Regions from separate parts of the Canis lupus genome. Here region 1 is linked to region 2. Evidence: chromatin contacts called from public Hi-C data. All regions are on one chromosome and are shown on one strand. The core of a region is the stretch at or near the end of the contact, and the rest is flanking DNA. Distances in the headings are between cores, read along the strand shown.

Region 1 (6,369 bases), core at 3,156-5,655, 140 kb before region 2:
CTATCAAGTCTTCATAAAGGAACATCGCTCCACTGATTTTAGAAATAACATTTACCATATACATCAGAAATTACTACACTGGGGGCACCTAGGTGACTCAGTTGAGTATCTGCCTTTGGCTCAGGGCATGATGCCGGGGTCCTGGTATCGAGTCCCGCATCGGGCTCCCTGCATGGAGCCTGTGTCTCCCTCTGCCTGTGTCTCTGCCTCTCTCTCTCTCTCTCTCTCATTCATGTATAAATAAATGAAATCTTAAAAAAAAAAAAAAAATTCTAAACCGTATTCTTCAGAATGCAAGTGTTTCCAGAGATGCTATAACATCTTTCTGGGTAGGGAGGGGAGTCAAGGCACCAGTTTCTTGCAAAATGCATTTTGGTAAACATATAAGAAAAATATCAAATATATGTATGCAGTTGTCTTTATCGATATGTAATCATCTCACCATTAGTCATTAGGGAAATGCACATCAAAACCACAGTGAGATGCCACTTCCCACCCATGAGATCGGCTCTGATCAGAAAGATGCCGACACGTGCTGGTGGGCGTGTGGAGAATCTGGAACCCTCATACACTGCTGGTGAGAATGCAGATTGGTGCAACCACTTTGGAAAACTGCATTTCCTCAAAGGTTAAGAGACCTGAACACATACATCCACACAAGAACTCATAAACAAATGTTCACAATAGCCAACAAGTAGAAACCACCCAAATGTCCATCAAATAATGAATAAATAAATGTGGCATGGCCAGGCAATGGAGTATTCTTCAACCATTAAAAAGGATGAAGTACTATCCATGCCAAGAAAAGGAAGCCAGGGGATCCCTGGGTGGCGCAGCAGTTTGGCGCCTGCCTTTGGCCCAGGGCCTGATCCTGGAGACCCGGGATCGAATCCCACATCGGGCTCCCGGTGCATGGAGCCTGCTTCTCCCTCTGCCTATGTCTCTGCCTCTCTCTCTCTCTCTCTCTCTCTCTGTGACTATTCTTTTGAGGGTGATGAAAAATGTCCTGGAATTACTCAGGAAGTATGTGTTGGATCCTCACTCACAGAGGCGAGGCGGATTACCCACCCAGCTAGTGACTGGCCAACCGGAGTTGAGACTCAGACCTCTCACTCCCTCAGGACCAGCTCATGCCCAACCTACTGAGTTCTGCAGCAGGACAGGATGAATGGGAGTGTGACGCTCAGCGGGGTGGGTTCCTGGATGGCAGGGGCTGTGCCTGACCCATGTCGGCGTCCCTCATAGCTGTGACTCTGGGGTCCCACATACAGCAGGTGCTCGGTCACAACCAGGCTGGGCTCCTAAGGGGTGGGGCAGGGTTGGCCAGTCGTCTACCCCCAAACCTGCTCTCCTCTCCTTCCTTATTAACTGAACCCCTCTTTTTAACTGAGTCCTCTTCTCTTGATTCTTCCTCCATCGTGCTACCACAACACAGATGTGATGGCTAACGCTGTAGCAGCCAGCCTGGCCCATGAGGACAAAGGGCCACTCCCTAGGGACAGAGAAGCAGAGAGCTGCAAGGAGCCTAGGACCCTGCTGACTTCGGGAAGCCCCCATGCCACCAGGAATGCCTACCTCTGAACTTTTAGATGAGAAATAAAGCTCAATCTTGCGTGAGCCACCAAAATTTGGGGGTTCCACGGCATATTCTATCAAACCTGATACAGCAAGGAAGGCTATGGAAAAGGCAGGTCGCCACGTAAGGCTGAGAAGTGTAGGATTCCTCTTGACAAACAGAACGAGGCAACAGATGGCCCAGGAGCAGAGCAAGCAAAACCCCATGGGAACAGACAGCTTTTCCGCAGCCTAGGGAGGAAAGGCTGAGCAAGGAAACTGAAGCCACGCACAGTAGGTCTAGGATTTGGAATAACCTGAGAGGACGGTTAGCCAGGAGTCGGGAAGCTCTGAGTGGAAGCAATGGCATAAAAGCAGCATTTTAACAAGATGAACGTACAGCCTTTCCATGCCAGCAGAACCAGGGGAGCCAGGACAGAGAGTTGTTCAGCCAAATGTTTGCTGAACACCCACTATGTGCGGGCACTGTGCTCCCAGGGAGGGCCGCACGGAAAGGATGGCTGAGCTGGGTCGGAGAGATCCGCAAGAAAGCCCCAGGAGCTCCTGTATCCCTCAGGGCAGTGACCTCCCACCTCTGCCTCTATAACTCCATACAAATTCGGATCCAAGGCCCCAGGCCCCACCTGGGGGATTCTGATCCACAGGGTGGGGCAGGGCCCAGGATGCTGATTTTTTAATAAGTGTACCCGCGTGATTCTGACGCAGTATGGAGGCTATGGATGGACCGAGTATACAGGCTAGCGGCTCCTAACCCGGCACGTGGGACACAGCACGTTTGGAGGTTCACTAAATAAGCGAAGAAATAACAGACTTCCATCCTGTTAGGAGACAAACCAGTAGATTTTGAAAGAGTTTCAATAATAATCAAAACAAGATTTTTCTGGTTAAGTGATTTTTTAATATAATATTTAGTTAACCAAAATGTAATCTAAGGTCACTAATGATGTTCTATGATCTATGTCTGCAACCATTTCAGCTAAGAAGTATTTTTATTTCACTTGAAAATAGCCTTAGGAGAGACCTCTGGGTGTGAGCACAACTTCGGTGGGGCTCCCAGGGCTTCACTCTGCAGTCCTGCCTTCCTCGCCTCTCCCCCTCCTCTCCGTATCTGCCCCGCCTTGGGAGGGCGGGAGGCGGGACGGGAAGTGGGACAGGAGGGGAGGACAGGAGGCGGGAGGTGGGACGGGAGGGGAGAGGAGGACGGGAGGCGGGACGGGAGGGGAGGGCGAGAGGCGGGGCGGGAGGCGGGACGGGAGGCGGGACGGGAAGTGGGACAGGAGGGGAGGACAGGAGGCGGGATGGGAGGGGAGAGGAGGACGGGAGGCGGGACGGGAGGGGAGGGCGAGAGGCGGGGCGGGAGGCGGGACGGGAGGCGGGACGGGAGGCGGAACGGGAGGGGAGGGGAGGATGGGAGGAGAAGGGAGGGCGGGACGGGAGGTGGGATCGGAGGTGGGATCGGAGGTGGGACGGGAGGGGAGGGGAGGGGAGGATGGGAGGAGAAGGGAGGGCGGGACGGGAGGTGGGATCGGAGGTGGGACGGGAGGTGGGACGGGAGGGGAGGGGAGGGGAGGATGGGAGGAGAAGGGAGGGGAGGACGGGAGGCGGGACGGGAGGCGGGGTGGGGGAGGAGGGGCGGGCCAGGCCCCACCCGGCCGGCGTCCTCGCGCCCGCCGAGCCCCGAGCCCCGAGCCCCGCAGGTCCGGGAGGAGCCCCGCCGGCTCCCTGGGCACAGAGGCGGGGTCCAGCGGCCCCGCAGGCCCCGTGTCGCCGGCACCGCGCGGCCTCAAGGCCTAGTCTCGGTGCGAGCCGGGAGCTCAGCGCGGGGCCCGCGGCCCGACGGAGGCCAGAGCCCGAGGTGCGGCCCCGACGAGGAGCGAGGCCGGGGCCGGCCCTGCCGGTCTCCGCGGGCGGCGGCGCCTCCTAACGGGGCCGCGATCTGGGGCGTGGGGGGAGGCGGCGCTCCGGCGGCTCGGGCCGGGGGGTGGGCACCACGCGACTCCCGCTCAGGCGACCTCGGCAAGACCCCGTGCGGCCGACCCCGCGGGGCGACCGGCTGCGACCTCACAAGTCCGAGACCGAGGAGCCAGAGCTGCAGGCGCACAGGCCGCGCCCCCGCCCCGCGCCCCCGCCCCGCGCCGGCCGAGCGGCCCCGGTCCGGGTCGCGGCAGAGCGCGGTGACGTAGGGGCGCACCGACGCAGGGGGGCACCGCCCGCCGCCCGCCCGGCCGAGCGCGGTGACGTAGGGCCACAGGACGTAGGGGGGGCGCCGCCCGCCGCCCGCCCCGCCGAGCGCGGTGACGCAGGCGCGCCGTCGCCCAGCCCCGCTCACCTTGCACTTGAAGCCGGCGGCGGGCGGCAGCAGCTCCCGCAGCAGGGCCTTGGCCACCTCGCGGCTGGCCTCCTCGCTCACGAAGTGCAGGTTGAGCACCTCGTGCGGCTCGAACTTGGCGAGACGCAGCAGCGAGCGCAGCGCCACGCGGGCCTTGGCCTGCAGCGCCGCGCTGTGCTCCGCCTTGGTGAACATCATGAGCAGGTGGTAGTCCACCGGCCCGGGCCCGCCGCCCTCCAGGCCCTTGGCCTTGGCGCCCGCGGCCGGCGCCGCCGAGCCCCGCACCACCTCCGGCGCGGGCGGCGAGGGCGCCGCGGGGGCCCCGGCGCGGGCCTCCTTCAGCCTCTTGGTGGCGCTGGAGAAGGTCTCGCGGCCCGAGCCCAGGTAGTAGAAGGCGCAGACGGCCAGCGCCGCGGCCAGCAGCAGCGCGCAGTAGTGGGAGCGCACGGCGGCCAGGCGCGCCATGGCCCGCGCGCAGGAGGGCCCGCCGCGCCGACCCATGCGCCCCGGGGCCCGCGGACCGGGCGGCGGCGGCGGCGGCGGCGGCGGCGGCGGCGGCGACCAGCACCCCGCAGCCGCTCAGGAGCCCGGGCGGCGGGCGGCGGCCATGGCGGGGGCGGGACCGCGCTGGCCGCAGCCAATCCGCGGGCGCTGCTGCCCGAGGGGGCGGGGCCGCGCGGCCGCCGCTGGGTCCTAGACGCGGCGGGGTGTGCGGCCGCCGGCCGTCCCGGATACCCGGCTCCAGGCGCCGAGCCCCGAGCGTGCAGACGCGCCGCGGCGCCGGCCCTCCGGGAGCAGGAGCCCTGAGCTGCACGCGCGAGGGGCGCAGTCGGGCTCCGACCCCCTCGCCCCCAAACGTCAGGAGGCTGCAGGTCCTCTGTCCGCCGACCCGCTGGCGCTGGGGATCCACCGAGCGAACCCCCGGCTCCTTCGCCGTCTGGGGGGCGCCGCGGGAGGGGGCGGGGTCCACCGGGGGCGGGGCCCGCGGGAGGGGGCGGGGTCTCCCCTCCCTGGGAGCGGGCCTGCGTCCTGAATGGGCGTGGCCCGCGGGAGGGAGCGGGTCCTGCGGGTCCTGGATAGGCGGGGCCCGGGGGGGTCCACCCAGGGGCGGGGTCTGTCGGCCTGAATGGGCGTGGCCCGCGGGAGGGGACGGGTCCTGCCGGTCCTGGATCGGCGTGGCCCGGGGTGGGGGGGCCCACCGAGGGGGCGGGGGTCTGCCGTCCATGTGGGCGTGGTCCGCGGGAGGGGGCGGGGGCCTGCCGGTCCTGGATCGGGGGGGCCCACCGAGGGGGCGGGGCCTGCCGTCCATGTGGGCGTGGCCCGCGCGGGGGGCGGGGCCTGCCGTCCTGGTGGGCGTGGTCCGCGGGAGGGGGCGGGGCCTGCCGGTCCTGGATCGGGGGGGCCCACCGAGGGGGCGGTGTCTGCCGTCCATGTGGGCGTGGCCTTCGGGGGGCGGGGCCTGCCGGTCCTGGATAGGCGTGGCCGGGGGGGGTCCACCGAGGGGGCGGGGCCTGCCGTCCAGGTGGGCGTGGCCCGCGGGAGGGGCGGGGCCTGCCGGTCCTGGATAGGCGTGGCCGGGGGGAGGTCCACCGAGGGGGCGGGGCCTGCCGTCCAGGTGGGCGTGGCCCGCGGGAGGGGCGGGGCCTGCCGGTCCTGGATAGGCGTGGCCGGGGGGGGGGTCCACCGAGGGGGCGGGGCCTGCCGTCCAGGTGGGCGTGGCCCGCGGGAGGGGCGGGGCCTGCCGGTCCGGGATAGGCGTGGCCGGGGGGGTCCACCGAGGGGGCGGGGCCTGCCGTCCAGGTGGGCGTGGTCCGCGGGAGGGGGCGGGGCCTCGGCCTCCGGAGCCCCCGAGCCTCGGGCCGCGCGGGGCGGTTCTGGTTCTGGGCTGCCGGGGAGGCGCGCCGGGGACCCGCCCGCGGCCCGGAGCCCCTGCGGCGCCGACGACGCGCGAGTCCTCACCCGCGTCCCGAGGACCGAGCGGGACGCCTGCGGCTGGAGGCTCCTGCGCGTGGCTCGAACCCGCCGCTTTCGGAGGAGACGCGGTGGGCGCCGGGGCCGCCTGACCCTCCCGCGGGCCGGCCGCGCCGGGGACCCCAGGTCCGCAGAGGCCCGGCGCGCGAGGCGGCGAGCAGGGCTCCCGGGGGGCCGCAGCCGCGGTGACGCCCCCGGGCCCCTCCCCGCTCGCTCCGGTCCTGAACGTGCCCCCAGACGCGGCGTCGTGGTGCCCAGAGGAGCCGCGGAGCGCCGGGCCCGCGCCCCCGAGAGCGCCCAACAGCGGGTCTTCGGCGGTCACGGCGGGAAGCGCGGCCCCAGGCCCGGCCCCGCCCCCCGCCCCCCCCCGCAAGCCCTGACCCAGGCCGCTGCCTTGAGCGGCCCCCAACACCCAGCACCACCCGGGGTCCGGAGAAGGCGCTGCCCGACGGCCCGCGAGGCCGCCCGTGACCCAGGCAGCCCCGTCTCTGTCG
Region 2 (6,434 bases), core at 2,146-4,645:
TTTAGTGATCCTAGAAACCGGGGATCGAGTCCCACATCAGGTTCCCCGCAGGGAGCCTGCTTCTCCCTCTGCCTGTGTCTCTGCCTCTCTCTCTGCATCTCTCATGAATAAATAAATAAAACCTTTAAAAATAAAATATTCACTTCCTGTGTGAACCACATGTTTAAATAAAAGCACAATTTTATTAAAATTTTATAAAATTTTAAAGACCAACTGCATATACAATTTAGGGTCCAAACAAATTCAAACTTGTTCAAACAAATGTTGATCAAAATGGAAAATTCCCACTTAAAAAAAGTATACTTAGGCACATGTACTTTCTGATAGATTTTTAGATGAACAAGATGTTGACCTTTAGACTGGTTTTTAAAAAACTAAATCTGGATGCACAAAATTACACAATGAAACGTGCCTTCCAATCTAAAAACAAAACAAACAAAAAAATGTTCATAGGAATGTAAACGTAACCATTGGCTTTATTCAAATTACTACAGACAATGCTGCAATAGCAACATCCTTCTCCCCCTATTTCATCAATCTCCCCTCCAATTTTCCTTTACAACCTAGCAGGACAATTAATGATTAAAACTTGAACACTGGTGAAATTTTTCTTCAGCAAGATCTGCCTTCTGCATCAATTCTACAACACCTAAGGCATGTCCCCATGCCAGACTTAAATGCCATAAGATTTGTGTATGAAGGAACATAAAAGTAAGAATTAGTTTAAAAGCAGCACAACAGATCAGAACCCCACAAGGAATAAATGGTGCAGCTGCCTTGCAATCAAAAAGCATAAACAGGGGGTAGCCCTGGTGGCTCAGCGGTTTAGCAGCCCAGGGTGTGATCCTGGGGACCCGGGATCGAGTCCCACATCGGGCTCCCTGCATGGAGCCTGCTTATGCCACACTCTGCCTCTCTCTCCTCTCTGTGTATTCTCATGAATAAATAAGTAAAATCTTTAAAAAAAAAAAAAAAAAAAAAGCATAAACAGGGCGCCAGGGTGGCTCAGTCAGTTAAGTGTCTGCCTTCGGCTCACATCGTGACCTCGCGGTGCTGGGATGGAGACCAGAGGCAGCCTCTCTGCTCAGCAGGGAGTCTCTTTTCCCTCTGCAGCTGCTCCCCCCACCCGGTCTATGCCCCTGCTCATGCTCTCCCACACTCTCTCTTAAATAAAATCTAAGATTTTTTTAAAAAGCAAAAACAAAACCAAAACCACTAACAAGCTCACCCCTCACAAATCTTCTGTTCTAATACGAAAGTTTCAACATATCACTCACAACATGCAGATACTCTTAAAAGTCAAGTTTCTCTTATACATGAAGCATATGGATAAAAGAATTCTAAAACATTATTTTCAAATGCTATACAAACTTACATAGAGACTGGAAAAATTAGGAATGTGAGCGATGAGACTTTTATTTCTTGGCATACTTCCATTGCAAATCATTTTTTTTTTAAGATTTTATTTATTTGACAGAGAATAAGAGAAAGAGCACAAGCAGGCAGAGCAGAAGGCAGAGAGAGGGAAAGAGAGAGGGAGAAGCAGGCTCCCTGCTGAGCAGAGTCAGACTCAGGAGGGGATCCCAGGACCCTGAGATCAAGACCAAGCCAAAGGAAGATGCTTAACTGATCTAGTCACCAGGGAGGCCCCCCTTCTATCGCAAATCTAATGCAGCTTTAAAAAAACGTATACCAGATACTGGAGTTCCTTCAAGCTTGACTTCTCTTCCCAATGTGCAGCCAACAATAACTGGAATACCAGAAGCAACGCTTGAAAAATCTCTAATACTGAATTAAAATAGAATATACTCAAGTTTAACAAAGTTCACCATAATATTCCATACGATCTAATCAGTATCTTTCCCTCTTATTTTATATTCAATGGTTCCTTTATTTCAAAAACAAAGACATCACAAGTTTCTGAACATCAGTGGCCACAAGTATTTCCATATCCCTTCTCTCAACTTGTTTTTTTTTTTTAATAAAACTTAATATGTGAAACAAATTGAGTATAAATCCACATTCTCCAGAGGAAAAATACTGTGCTGCTTCATTAAAAAAAAAAAAAAAAAAAAAAGCCAAGTCATATAAACAAAAATTCACGAAAAGCAGGGTTTTCTGAGGTATACTTTAAAAATCACTTCATCTGCCACAGTCTGCACTCCAACCTGAGAAGCTGTCCTAGGCAATCCATGCGTGTCCCCTCTGGGTCCTTTTAATTCACGTGGACCATAAAACTGTCAAAAAACGAATGCCAACAACCGCGATCAAACCAGATGCAGCTTTTTACAAACAACAGCTCTAAGCTGCGAATAAAATTAACACCCTCCTCCAAAGGAAAAAAAAAAAAAAAAAAGGCAAAACAAAACAAAATGTTCTTAGAAGTGGGAGTTCCTCGGTTTTACCAATTCTTTGCGTTTCACTGTAAAGGGAATGGGGAAATCCGTGGTAAGAAAGAGAACATGGGGCGGCCCGGGTGGCCCAGCGGTTAGCGCCGCCTGCAGCCCAGGGCGTGACCCCAGGGTCGTGGGATCGAGTCCCCCGTCGGGCTCCCTGCGTGGAGCCTGCTTCTCCCTCTGCCTCTCTCTCTCTCTATCTCTGGGTCTCTAACAAATAAATAAAATCTTTAAAAAAAAAAAAAAAAAAAAAGATGCGCACAGCTAGCTCCCAGAAGGATGCAGGCAAGCATCCCTGAGCGCCGCTCGGCCTGCAGCTGGGCAGGCTCGGACCCGGGGGCTCACCGGCTAACGCTCGTCCCAAGGCCCCCCTTACTCCCGAGCGGCCCGAGGGCAGCCGTACGAACGCGCCGGGAGATAGAACCCAGCAAAGGGGTCCCCTGGAAACCGCTCTGGAGCCCCGAGGGGCGCGCACCGGAGGCGGAGGCGGAGGCGGGGGCGCACGGGCTCGGGTCGCCCAGGGCTGCCGCTCGGCTCGGCCGACGGAGCCCGGCCCGAGGATGGAGCCCCGGGGCCGAGGACGCAGCCTGGGCCGAGGATGGAGCCCCGGAGCCGAGGACGGAGCCGAGGACCGAGCCCCGGGCCGAGGACCGAGCCCAGCCCAGCCGGGGACGGAGCCGCCGGGAGGAGGCAGGGCGCTCCCACTTCCGCCCCCCGCAGACCCGCCGGGCGGCCGGGCCCTGGACGGGGGGCGGGGGGTGCGGGCGCCGGGCCTCGTCGGCGGGGCCGGGGGCGGAGCGCAGGCAGGGCCGCGGCGGCGGGAGGAAGCGCGCCGGGGCTCGGGGCCTGGCAGGCCGCCGGTACCTGAAGCGGGGCGAGTCCTTGAGGCACTCCTCGAAGTCCACCGCCATCCTCATCCTGCCCCCGCCTCGTCGCCGGCCGCGCTGGGGGGGAAGCCGAGGGGGCCGCGGGCCGCGGCGCTGGGCACCCGGGCGGCGACTAGCGCTGCGCGGAGCGGCGGAGGGCGCGTCGCCCGCTGCTCATAGCCCCGCGCAGGCGGCGGCGGCGGCGGCGGCGGCGGCGGCTGGTCGGGCCCCAGGCCGGCCCCTCCTCCTCCCGCCCCCAGCCGAGCGCCGGCCGCAGGGAAGCCGCCCGGGAGTGACAGCCTCCGCCAGCCAGCCACGGGCCCGGCGGCCGGGGGGCGGGGCTTCCGGCGGCCCCGCCCCCGCGGGCGCCGCGGCAACGCAGCCGAGCGACGGCAGCGCGAGCCAATGAGCGGCGCGGTCGTGGGCGCGCCCCGCCCCCTCGCCGGGCGCGCAGGCGTGGTGGGGCGGGCCGCGCCGGTGGCTGGGAGGCCCGCGGAGGCTCCCCCGGAAGGAAGTCACGTGGCCGAGCGCGGCGCTTCCCTCGGAGGCCCCGCCCCGCCGAGCTGCCAGCGCGTGGGGCCGCGGGGCACGCCGGGAGCGGCGGGGAGGCGGCGGGCCGGGGGCGCTCGTGGCTCTCGTCGACGGCGTCTGCCGCGCAGGGGACCGCGGATCCGGTTTGCGGGGCGAGCGGGCCTCGCTCGGGAGGGTCCCGGCAGGTAGGAGAGGGGTCGCGCGGGGGGGGCGGGGGGGGCAGCCCCGAGACCTCCGGGGCTTTCCCCGGCTCGCAGGCGGCGGGTCGGACGGCCGGGCTCCCTGCCCCGTGGCCCGCGCCGCCCCCCTGCACACTCGCCCCCGGAGCCCTGCAGGCTGCCGGCGTCGGACCCAGCCTAAGATGCCAGTGGCCGGAGAAAAGGAAGAAAAGAAAAAAAAAAAAAAAAAAAAAAGCAGAAGAAGAAACCACGATGAACACACTATACCTGCGCAGCCCGGTGGCTCAGCGGTTAGCGCCGCCTGCAGCCCGGGGCGTGACCCCGGGTCTCGGGTTCGAGTCCCGCATCCCCGCGTGGAGCCCGCGTCTCCCTCTGCCTGCGTCTCTGCCCCCCCCCTCTGTGTCTCATGAATAAATAAGTAAATAAAATATTTTTTTAAAAAAACAAGCATTACACTTAAATGCAGCGCAAGCTGAAGCATGTCCATAAAACGCAACGGCAGCAGAGTGGCTGCGAGCGAGAGCCTGAAGGCAAAGAGATGGGAACGTCTGTGTGGCTGTAAAGTGAAGGGAAAGCGCTGATGGGATGCAGTTGCCCCGAAGCCGAACTAAGAAGTCCAAGGACACGAGGCCACGGAGAAGCCACGCCGGGAGCGGGGCTGCCAGCATCCCGGTACCGCTCTCTTCAGTGCTGTGGTCAAAGTCTAGGTGTAAGCCTCCCGGGGACGCCCGGTGGCCCAGCGGTTAGCGCCGCCTGCAGCCCGGGGCGTGACCCTGGAGACCCAGGATGGAGCCCCGCATCGGGGCCCTGCGTGGAGCCTGCTGCTCCCTCTGCCTGGGTCTCTGCCTCTCTCTCACTCTCTCTCTGTGTCTCTCGTGAGTAAATAAATTTTATAAAAAATAAATAAATGAATAAATAATAAATGTAAGCCTCCTCACTTCCACTGCCTCAAGTTTTACATAACCGTGTCGCCCGTCTGGCTAAGTGTAGCATGATGGGATGATGGTTTACATAACCAGAGCTTGCATCTTGATCTCCTTTTGCACCATTAGAAATTAACAGTATAAAAAGGAAAGGAAAAAAGAAAAGGAATAGTGTCATGTTGAGACGTTTCTGAGACTATACAAGCAGTATATATGTTTCTGCCTTGATTTTAAACTGGGTTTCTTTTTTTATTTTCTTTTTTTTTTTATAGAATTTTAGTTTTTTTTATTTTTTTTTAAGTTTTATTTATTTATGATAGTTACAGAGAGAGAGAGAGGCAGAGAGAGAAGCAGGCTCCATGCACCGGGAGCCCGATGTGGGATTCGATCCCGGGTCTCCAGAATCGCGCCCTGGGCCAAAGGCAGGCGCCAAACCGCTGCGCCACCCAGGGATCCCCTTTTTTTATTTTCTTAACCTTTTGTTTTAATTCTACTTAACAGGGCAGCCCAGGTGGCTCAGCGGTTTAGCACTGCCTTCAGTCCAGGGCCTGATCCTGGAGACCCAGGATCGAGTCCCACATCGGGCTCCCTGCATGGAGCCTGCTTCTCCCTCTGCCTGTGTCTCTGCCTCTCTCTCTCTCTCTCTCTCTCTGTCTCTCATGAATAAATAAGAAAAATTCTAAAAAAATAATAATAATTCTACTTAACACACAGCTGTTATATTGGTTTCGGATGTACAGTATAGTTATCGACACTTGCATATATCACCCTGTGCTCCTCAGGGCAAGTGCACCCCTTAGTCCCCATCACTAACCTATCCCCCCCACCCCACGATCAATTCGTTCCCTATAATTCAGAGGCTGTCTCTTGATCTCTCTCTCTTATTTTTTCTCTTTGCTTATTTGTTTTGATTCTTAAATTCCTTAAGGAATTCTTAAGGAGTTTAAGAAACATACTTACAGGGATCCCTGGGTGGCACAGCGGTTTGACGCCTGCCTTTGGCCTGGGGCACGATCCTGGAGACCCGGAATCGAATCCCACGTCGGGCTCCCGGTGCATGGAGCCTGCTTCTCCTTCTGCCTGTGTCTCTGCCTCTCTCTCTCTCTCTCTCTCTGTGACTATCATAAATAAATTAAAATTTTTTTAAAAAATTTAAAAAAAAGAAACATACTTACATACTTAAATGTATAAGTGAAATCATATGGTAATTTGGTTTCTTTTTTAAATTACATATGCCTCTGGGCAGCCTGGGTGGCTTAGCACCGCTTTCAGCCCAGGTTGTGATCCTGGAGACTGGGGATCAAGTCCCAGGTCAGGCTCCTTCCCTGGAGCCTGCTTCTCCCTCTGCCTGTGTCTATCATGAATAAATAAAATATTTAAAAAAAATAAATTGCATATGCCTGGAATCTGCACAGCTTCTTTTGATAACTGGAAACTATTGACAGTTAAGCTTTCAGTGTCCTCAGACATTTCAGTTGGTCAAGCCAACCTCTGCCGGACTTACACCTTCTGTGTCAAATTTAGAAAGAGAGTTGGCCA

Evidence for each region. A called contact is a pair of places that touch in the nucleus more often than the background predicts.
Region 1: a Hi-C map of blood shows a contact between it and region 2, with 1.6 times the contacts expected there. The contact joins the promoter of XXYLT1 here to the promoter of ACAP2 in region 2. A contact is called at or near these places in 3 of 9 Hi-C or Micro-C datasets (amygdala and blood).

Annotation. Positions count from the first base shown.
Region 1 is chr33:31,430,412-31,436,780 of UU_Cfam_GSD_1.0, reverse strand. It overlaps XXYLT1 (xyloside xylosyltransferase 1), which reads right to left and starts at 4,405. Exons shown (of 4, transcript XM_038583231.1): 1 at 3,905-4,405. The coding sequence starts at 4,405.
Region 2 is chr33:31,293,427-31,299,860 of UU_Cfam_GSD_1.0, reverse strand. ACAP2 (arf-GAP with coiled-coil, ANK repeat and PH domain-containing protein 2) reads right to left here and starts at 3,395. Exons shown (of 24, transcript XM_038583229.1): 1 at 3,261-3,395. The coding sequence starts at 3,313.